3 separate regions of the Mus musculus genome follow, and all the other regions are linked to region 1. Evidence: chromatin contacts called from public ChIA-PET and HiChIP or PLAC-seq data. All regions are on one chromosome and are shown on one strand. Each heading gives the region's core, a stretch centred on a gene start, on an enhancer-like site or on the middle of the called end of the contact. The rest is flanking DNA. Distances are from core to core; before and after follow the strand shown. Region 1 has its middle 58 kb from the start of Mdm1. Region 2 overlaps Gm32605 (a long non-coding RNA gene). Region 3 has its middle 27 kb from the start of 4933411E08Rik.

Region 1 (3,035 bases), core at 283-2,782:
CCAATATGGTCCGCAGATGAGAATGGGCACACGTTGAGGAGGAGACTGTCTTCGGCCCGTGTCTTTGCAAGAGCTGCATTTGGAACGGGATGACCCCTTCGCATAGTTTAAACAGAAAGCAGAATTGGCTTGCCACATACTTATGCCCACAAGACAGGGAGGGCCTGAAGCCAGACCACTGACTTCAGAGGAAATAGTTAAAGCAGGTCACCCTGGGTTCAGTAAGACGGGGGTGACATGGAGGGGGTTACCCTCTAAACCTCACCCAGGAGAAAGATGGGAACTGGTAAGCCTGTCCCTTTAAGATGAAAGAGTTGTAACTGGGGGGGAGGGGATTAAATGAATGATTCCCAGCGACACAGCTCATCATAAACAACCAAGCAAACATCAAGGCCCTTGCAATTATTCCCAGTGTTGGTTTAGTCTGGGACAGAAAGTTACACAGGGCCGGGCAGTGATGGCTTCATGCCTTTCATTCCAGCACTTAGGAGGCAGAGGCAGACGGAGTTCTGAGTTCGAGGCTAGCCTGGTCTACAGAGTGAGTTCCAGGACAGCCAAGGCTACACAGAGAAACCCTGTCTTGAAAAAAACAAAAAAACAAAAACAAAAAAAGAAAAAATGAGAAAGAAAGTTACACAGGTCTTTATTCTAAACAATGGATTATTTGATCTAATGCAAAATAGACTCTATTAACAACGTCATAAAGTGTATATGTGGAAGTTACCATCTTTATTATTATTATTATTATTATCATTATTTATAAGCCAATATTCTGCTTTCAATGTTTTCTTTCATCTGAGAATTTTAATGAAGAAGCAGAGAAAAGGCTTATGGAGAACACGACCCCTCACTTCTCATTTATAATTCAAAAGCGTAATCAGTCCGTGGGGACTTCTGATCTTCAACAGACCATAACAAAAATAATACATTTGAACTTTTTAAATTAAAAAATACTAATTCAGGGACCCACCTGAAGACACTTCAGTTATTCCCAAGTCACCTAGCAATATTCCACAGCACAGAAACGATCACAGATTTATCTGTGGCTCTGAAAAACGGCTTCCAGACGAGAAGAGGCAGCGGTCGGCTCGTAGGGTGCTTTATCCGAACCGCTAACACGGCTTGCAAACTTAAAGTACTTCTTGTACATGGAAGTATCTTTGAGATAGAAAACACTCCACATTCACTTTCAACAAGAGACTCCCACTGGGCTCCGAATGGAAGGATGGGTGACAAGACAGAGAGCTGCCATCAAACACCAGGTTGTTTTCCCTCTACCCAGGCTAACACCAAGGGTTGTCCATACGAGGAGAACATGTCTGAGAGAACAAGGAAGCTGATGTTAATCTGGTAAGTTAGCTGGTCATCCCTCAGCACTCCCATCTTTCTGTCACCGGCTTTGCCAGAGGTAAAATGTAATGTCAGAATGATTCTCTTTGCTGTATCATGTTCAACTTCCATAATGCTAACAGGGTGAGATGCGGTGAGCACACACTGAGTTTCCATCAGTGAGCACTTGCCAAGGGGCCCGTCGCCAGCTCTCATGCTGCTGTCAGATGTACAGGTGCAGCCTTAGGAGCGAGCTGTCTGGGTTTTTTTGGTTGGTTCGTTCGTTTTTTCTGTTGTTTTGGGGTTTTTTTTTTTGGTTGGTTGGTTGGTTCGTTCGTTTTTTCGAGACAGGGTTTCTCTGTATAGCCCTGGCTGTCCTGGAACTCACTTTGTAGACCAGGCTGGCCTCGAACTCAGAAATCCGCCTGCCCCTGCCTCCCAAGTGCTGGAATTAAAAGCGTGCGTCACCACCGCCCGACATTAGCGAGCTGTCTGAATTCACACCCCAGCCCATCCCCTACTGCAGAAAGATCCAACGGGTTCCTCAGCTCCCTCAGCCCTACCTGCCTCTTCTACAGTAGCTAAGCAATCACCTCCACCACCACCATCATAACAGGGTCACTCAAACTTTTTTCCCACAGGTAAAGTAGTTAATGCTTTGGTATCTGGACCTCAGAAGACACACATTTAGCTCAACATGGAATTCCTTAAGCCCAGAGTTGAGTATCAAGCTGTAGCCAAACAGAGCCATGTTAAAGAGGAAACTGTTCTACCAGGGTCACAGGGAGGGGCACACTGTACACAGGGACAGGATGTGGTTTTCTGTTATGAGGCATGAAGTTCACGATGGGGAGAGGTCATCCGAGGCTTCTGAAGAAGGTGGGGACTGGGTCATGGGAGGCCCAGTAGGTCATGGTGATGCAACTAGTTTCTGTAAGTCAAATTTCATAAACCAGGTCTATAAAGTACTTTATAGTTGTATGTCATGAGGTGTTCCTTGATGGACCTCAAAATAGCAGCTTCCTTCTGGGTTGGGTTTAGAAATATCTTAAATCTCATCCTTTCTTAATGCTCTGTGTGTGCGTGTTTATATTCTGTAGGCTCTGTGAATCTCTGCATATAGAGTCTTGTGCGTGTTGGCTCAGCCTGAGAGACTTAGAGTCGACTGTAGAGCATCATTGGGATTGACTGGGAGTCTGGAGGAGAGTTGGCTAGGTCTTCGTCCAAATTGCAAGCTGGACAGTTTGGCTTAGGAGACTCTCTCACTCCAGCCACAGAGATGGCTTTTTAACGAGGATGCTGAAGAGCAGAGGTGAGATGCTAGTGGTCCAGCAGAGAGGAGACAGAGTAGACTCAAAAGGAGAGGTCACGGGGTGTCACTGATAACAAGCAAAGCGAAGGAGGCGATCCTCTAGCATGGCACCTTGCGTTCTTGCATGGGCCAAAACGGTAAGAAGGTAACTCATTCCAAAGGTAAAACGAATCCAGTAAAACATGACTCAGTGGAAAGATGAAAGACTTCATTCACAACATGATGACACAGCATCCTTGGGACTCCCGAGAGAAATAAGAGATAGAAATTAAGTCCAGAAAGGACTCTTCAGCCCCAGTCTAAATCAGTCACATGACAAGTAATTTTCAGCTCTTTTGCCCCCCAAAATTAATTTAACATTCTATAATGCATTATACTAATTTTAATGGTCATC
Region 2 (3,035 bases), core at 246-2,745, 180 kb after region 1:
CGTACTATATCCGTCAGGATGCTCTGCATGAAAAGGGCTCAGTCATAGCTTATCCTCATTCAGAGTGAATCTAGAGATTCAATTAAATGATGCCCCGCCAGAGCTCAGTTCTAATACGGACGGAGGGATGTTTTGACGTTCGATGCTTGTCTTAGGTTAATAGCACTGTCAGGTTGTATTAATGGGTTATTAACTCGATGACTTGACTTCCCAATTTGAGAAAGAGGTCAGCTAGGTAGTTACACCTACTGATATGCCTTAGCAAAATTTCACTTACCTGAGAATATTACTATGAGCAGAGAATGTACGGATAAATGCATGTAAAACAAGAACAAATAAAAAAAAAATTGGGGCCGGGCGTGGTGGCGCATGCCTTTAATCCCAGCACATGGGAGGCAGAGGCAGGCAGATTTCTGAGTTCGAGGCCAGCCTGGTTTACAAATTGAGTGCCAGGACAGCCAGGGCTACACAGAGAAACCCTGTCTCGAAAAAAACAAAAATAAAGAATTTTTTTTGTGCCAGACTTTGGATAATTAAAGAAGGTATTTTAGTATTTTAGGATGACTACAAATCCATTGTTTTAGGGCTGTGGGATTTATTTTCTATTTTACACCTTATTGGCTTTTTTTTAATGATGCTATTTGTCTACTTTATTATAAGAGCCTGGATTTCACTAATTAATTATTTTTAATATATAGATCAGGTTAGCCTTTGAATAGTCTGTGTAGACTGTAATGACCTTCAACTCCTGATTCTCCTGCCTCTGCCTCCCAAGGATTATGTGTGAACTACTATGCCTAGCGGGAGTCTTGCTTTATACAGTCAGATTTTTATACGTATTAAATTATTAATTTTAGACTGTACATATTATATGAGAAAAAAATCCAGTAACACTGGCAAATTGAAAAGAAAAGTTCCAGAAATAAAAAAGATTTCCCTTTTGGATCTTTTGGATTTTGTGATATGTATGTATGTATATATATATATATATATATATATATATATATATGTATGTATGTATGTATGTATATATATATACACACACACACCACACCCACATTATATATATATATGCATATATATACACACATATGAATACACATACATATATGTGTGTGTATACATATACATATATCCCATCACCAGATTTGGTCCTAGCGTAGATACACATACCTGAAAAGTCTAGTATGTGGACTCACCCTCTCTTTCACCCTAGCGTCCCTGATTGTCAAGAATCCTTTGGGAAATAAATATTAGGTGTCGTTTGGACTTGGCAGTTATACCTCATTCTCAAAGATTTTCAACTCGTTTTGAAAATTGGATATCCTTGGGTGTTTACAAGACGTAGATTTAGAATCTTAAAGTCCTTTCCTTACCCCGCTAAAGACTCCTTTCCTACCAACCGCCTTCTGACTGACATTAACATACTGGAGTCTAACCAACTTCAAAGATTGTAAAAACAGCTATGACGTCTGGTGTTTGTGGAGTCCTTTCCACGTCCCTCCAGTCAGGCAACATGTGACTATACCAGGAAGCTTCCCACCCACACACAGCCCTGAGTGACTCTGTCCAGAAAGTGGATGCTTTAACCAAGAACCTCTCCAGCCCCATCTGTTTCAGAAAGCCCTGAAATTCGGATCTAGGACCCCACCCTCTCTGATCTGTCCCTCATCCTGGGGCAGTCTCCAGCCTCTACTCTGGTCCACCCGTCTCACCTCAGATCCACTCGGCTGATCCACAGGCCTGCCCTAGGCTCTCTAACAACAGCAAAACAACTGACTTGCACCGAATACTTTGGGAGTTGGGTCACAGGAGGGTGGAGGACCACAGTGGGACTGAGGGGCTGCGGGCAGGCTGGTCCTCCCATTGGCTCAGCCCTCTCCTCCTCCCCAGCCCCACGCGCTTGAAGTTCCTGCCAAATCGCTGCCTTTGTCTCAGAAACATTCCGCCCACACCCCAAACCCTCAGGAGCTCTCTTCTGCTCTCCAAACTCTCGGGGTATTTTTCAAAGTAAATACATTTCCCATTCTGAGAAGGATTCTGGTGCCAACTTTAATAAGAAAACATTCCTCGGCCTTATCACGTACGATGCACCAATTTAATCACGATTTTCTTTTTTAAATGTTAGAGCGTCCAACGTTCGAATAGACAGCAGGAGGTTTCCATGTATTTTAGAGCTCGGGAAGCCTAACTCTTACCAAAAATAAAATCATTTAAAAACAAAGGGGGAACCCACAGGCAGAAGTGCCCGGCGCGGGGGAGGGGCGGGGGCGGACGGCTAACAGCTGGTTTTCAGCGCTGGTTCCTAAGTGGAGCTTTAGAGAGGAGTTACTTGTCATCAGAGCTTCCAAAGTCAAGTTACATAAAACAGAACACTCCCTTTTACTTTCTAGACACCCACTGTGGTCGCAGCGAACTGCGAACTGCGACCCAGCGCGAGGAGACGCAGAGGATGCACGCCCTTCGTTTGTGCGGGGATCACCAAGTCCTCTGGTCCTCTCTTAATTGAGGGATTGGCACACCCGAGATGACATCACAAATTCCTTGAATTTTCCTTAGAAACAGCCACTGCCCTGTCACTTAGGATGGACTGTGAGAAGTCCTTTTCTGAAGGAAATACATCTATCTGGAAGCCACTAAATTGCATCTAAATATAGATTAGTTTACTGAGCGAGCAGGAGCCAGTGCCTCTGAGGTATTTTATTTCTGTGATATAATGAATTTCACAACTGAATGTGAATAAAGGAAAGTTGCCTCTCTCTCTCTCTCTCTCTCTCTCTCTCTCTCTCTCTCTCTCTTTCTGGAAATGTTTTGTGGAGATATTATGTCCCCACCACTACATGCTGGCTCAGTTGATAATGGCTATGTGAACTGTTTCTTGAAAGGGGTATAATTTCCACATAATTTGGGGAGTGTGGTTATTATTCAGATATTTATACATAATTATTACAGCTTCCCTTAGAATGAGTTCATGTGTCCTATGTGTCCATGGTCAAGCCTAACTCGGCTATTAATTTCTCTGATTCATTGTGTTT
Region 3 (3,035 bases), core at 187-2,686, 130 kb after region 1:
GTTAGGGTGTTCCTCCACCCACCCACCCACTCCCATCTTCCCTCACCAGCAAATCTTAAGTCAATGGCACATAGTTCTAGCAATTTTCTTTCTGTTACAGCAGCATAATCGGGCCTAAACTGACTGATGGGGAGACCTCATGAATCAGGAGAAACGTGGAGGAAACGACTGGCAGGCAATCAGAGCTTGCTACTCCCATAGAGGGTGTACACACACACACACACACACACACACACACCTGCACTCCCCCTCTCTCCTTAGCGTGCTCAAAAACCACCTTAGTTAGAAACCAAAGTCACAAAGGTGGTGAAGGTTGAGATCCAGGTACTTCTAAGAAGTCAGTGCTCCTGGCTTACTGCTCCTGGCTTTACCTTTGTACAAACTGGGAAGATCTTTACCCAGAGAAACAGCTTTTTGCATAACAAACCGCAGCTCAGCTCCGGTCCCACCCAGCCATCCTTCTGACAGCGCCAGAGAGAGAGGCAGGCATGCAAGGTCTCCCTGAGAAAACAAGGCCGTGTTACGACACTGCTTGTTTTCCACGCACTTTTTAAAGTCGCTGGATCATGGGGAACATATTTCCCTGGAGTTTTATAACATTTTAACTCAGTTCCCTCTCCCGTTTCATCATAGGCTTCCTGTTGATGCTAAAGATAGTCATAAACAAATTCTGTGGTTGGTATCTCAAAAGGGAAACATGCAAAGTTCAAGAAGAATCTCTTCTTCCCCCCCATCCCCCACCCCTACCCTCACCCCTCACCCTCCCACCCCCACCCCCCCACACCCCTGAGAGTAGAAGAACTCTGTTTCCTATAATGCACTAGTCTGAACCTTTGAAGCAACCTTTGAAGAACAAATGGCCTCTACTTGAGAAAGGAAATTTTTTTCAAAGGAATTGGGCGGGTAGGTATGAGATCTGACTGCACTGCGGTGGGACAAGGTGGGCTCTGCTAGCGATCACTGAGCAAGAGTTTCAATATGGCTGAATTGCTTTTTTTTAATTTAATGACTAAAGTCACCATCATTGAGCTCTGGTGAGCATGTGTGTAATGTGTTTCTCGTGTAATTGCAACATCAGAAAGTTCCGACCATTTCATAAAAGGTTTCTTCCAGTCTGAGGGACAAATGGGACCTTTTCAAAGTCTATAAGAGTTTAATTAAGAGCCGGTCGTCGGTCATCGTGGTGTAGCGTAACGATGAGTGTCCTACCTGGGTTTGATGGCTAATGGGCCCTTCCCCTAACCACAGCCGAAGCTTAGCAGTTTTCACATTTATTAAAACACAGTCTCTAAAGCTCAGTTTGGTTACTCTCACTCCTTATGACCTTGGGAATGAAATTTCAGCAGAAACTCCTGAGGACATGATGAAAGTCCAGGGAGCCCAAAAGAAGCAGATCGCACCGGAAGTTACGTGGATCACCGGAAATAGCCGCGGAGGGGAAGCTCCCTGAGGTACAGGACGAGTCCCCAGGACAACGCTGCACTCAGGAAATAATTACCTTTTCCTGACGGGGCACCTCGGAGGTTTATCACCACTCACTCTCTTCGGTTCAAGGGCAGACTAACCGACTCCAGACAGCGGGCACTGCGGAGGAGACCTCTGTAGCCGCTTTCCCACCTGCAGTTAAAGTGCCTGAACCGTACCAGTCTGTGTGGTCCCAAAAAGCAACTGGGAAGGGACTCCTATCTCTCAGTCAAGGAGCTGCAGATTCCTTGGATCTCACAGGGGGACTTGAAAGATCCAGGAACTAGGCTCCAACTTTAAAACAACTGAACCGTTGGTTGCTTTGATGAGTGTTTTTGGTCAAAGGCATATGAAGTGTGGAGTTCTAGCAAGTGGCTAGCCCATGACTAAACATGTCAACATGTCAAATCGAATGACTAATTTCAGAATTAATTAGTGATGGCAAATGTGAAAGAAAAACATAACGTAGTAGGGGAAACATCAACCAGGGGCCTCTACCTGGCTTTCCAAACTGACCTCTAGAGTCAGTGCAACTTCAGAGACTGGCATGCCCACTTTCTTTTCTCTCCGCGTTCCCACCTCTGCTCATTGCTAAGGATCAAACGCAGGGCCAACCTACCACTAAATTACACCCCACACCCCTAGGCTCTCTCTACTTCATAGCTTTGCCGTTTTAGACAGCTTCTCGCTCTGTAGCCCCGACTGACCTAGAACTTGCTATGTAGACCAGGCTGGCCTTTAACTTGTAGCAACCCTGCTTCACGTGGGGCTGATATTACAGGTGTGTACCGCACGCCCTGCAATGTCAGTAGCATTTCAAAGACAGAAATTAACAAGCCAGTTCTGAAATTACACAAGAGAGCTGGGGCAACGGCTCCATTGAAGACCTGAGTTTGGATCCTCTGCACCCACGTCAAAAGCCGGGTATTGTGTGCGCCACAAGCCTCTGATCTCAGGGTGGGTGAGGTGGACAGAGAGGGATCCCTGCAACTCTCTGGCCAGCTCATCTTGTCAAATCAGGGAGCTCAGGCTCAGGAAGAAACCCCGTCTCAAAAGCTAAGGTGGAGAGTGATAGAGGAAGACACCACACAGACACACATCATATACTTACACACACACTCACACATTTACACACACATTCACATATGCACTCACGCACACAGTCTCTCACATTCACATACACATACATTCACACATACACACACACTCACATATACACTCATACGTACACCCATTCACACTCACAGTCATGCACACACACATACACACACTCATACACACACATACACACTCACATATACAGTCTTACACGCATTCACATATATACATAGATTCATATACGCAGTCACACATTCACATACATACACACATACATACACATTCACACACACATTCATACATACACACAGTCATATACACAAGAACAAATACACACATGCACACACAATTAATATTAATTTATTTATTTTCTAAGTTATGTGAGAAAGAAAAAGACCAGAATTAGTCAAAACACTCTTGAAGAACAAGACAGGAAATTTTCTGTCATCAGATTTTAAGGCAGGGTGGCATCA

What was found. ChIA-PET counts read pairs in DNA pulled down with a chosen protein or histone mark. HiChIP or PLAC-seq counts read pairs in DNA pulled down with a chosen protein or histone mark.
Region 2: a contact with region 1 is called in an H3K27ac HiChIP or PLAC-seq map of regulatory T cell precursor, with 5 times the contacts expected there. The contact joins two enhancer-like sites. A contact is called at or near these places in 4 of 484 Hi-C or Micro-C datasets (bone marrow-derived macrophages, embryonic fibroblasts, erythroblasts and 1 more) and 9 of 115 datasets of contacts at active chromatin or transcription factors (CD8 T cells, Th17 cells, bone marrow-derived macrophages and 5 more).
Region 3: an RNA polymerase II ChIA-PET map of effector CD8 T cells shows a contact between it and region 1, with 23 read pairs. The contact joins two enhancer-like sites. A contact is called at or near these places in 10 of 484 Hi-C or Micro-C datasets (B cells, CD4 T cells, CD8 T cells and 7 more) and 4 of 115 datasets of contacts at active chromatin or transcription factors (CD8 T cells, bone marrow-derived macrophages, effector CD8 T cells and 1 more).

What each region holds. Positions count from the first base shown.
Region 1 is chr10:118,082,343-118,085,377 of GRCm38.p6, reverse strand. No RefSeq gene overlaps it. Among named protein-coding and RNA genes, the nearest start is that of Mdm1, 58 kb to the left of the region's middle. Within about 2 kb of position 1,532, at least 112 of the 459 cell types and tissues checked have an H3K27ac peak or open chromatin away from gene starts, as enhancers often do. A contact at or near this core is called in B cells, CD8 T cells, the G1E-ER4 cell line and 8 more, where this site is marked.
Region 2 is chr10:117,905,206-117,908,240 of GRCm38.p6, reverse strand. It overlaps Gm32605 (a long non-coding RNA gene), which reads right to left. Exons shown (of 6, transcript XR_872076.3): 6 at 2,080-3,035. Among named protein-coding and RNA genes, the nearest start is that of 4933411E08Rik, 19 kb to the left of the region's middle. Within about 2 kb of position 1,495, at least 233 of the 459 cell types and tissues checked have an H3K27ac peak or open chromatin away from gene starts, as enhancers often do. A contact at or near this core is called in CD8 T cells, Th17 cells, bone marrow-derived macrophages and 3 more, where this site is marked.
Region 3 is chr10:117,950,687-117,953,721 of GRCm38.p6, reverse strand. No RefSeq gene overlaps it. Among named protein-coding and RNA genes, the nearest start is that of 4933411E08Rik, 27 kb to the right of the region's middle. Within about 2 kb of position 1,436, at least 118 of the 459 cell types and tissues checked have an H3K27ac peak or open chromatin away from gene starts, as enhancers often do. A contact at or near this core is called in B cells, CD8 T cells, the G1E-ER4 cell line and 5 more, where this site is marked.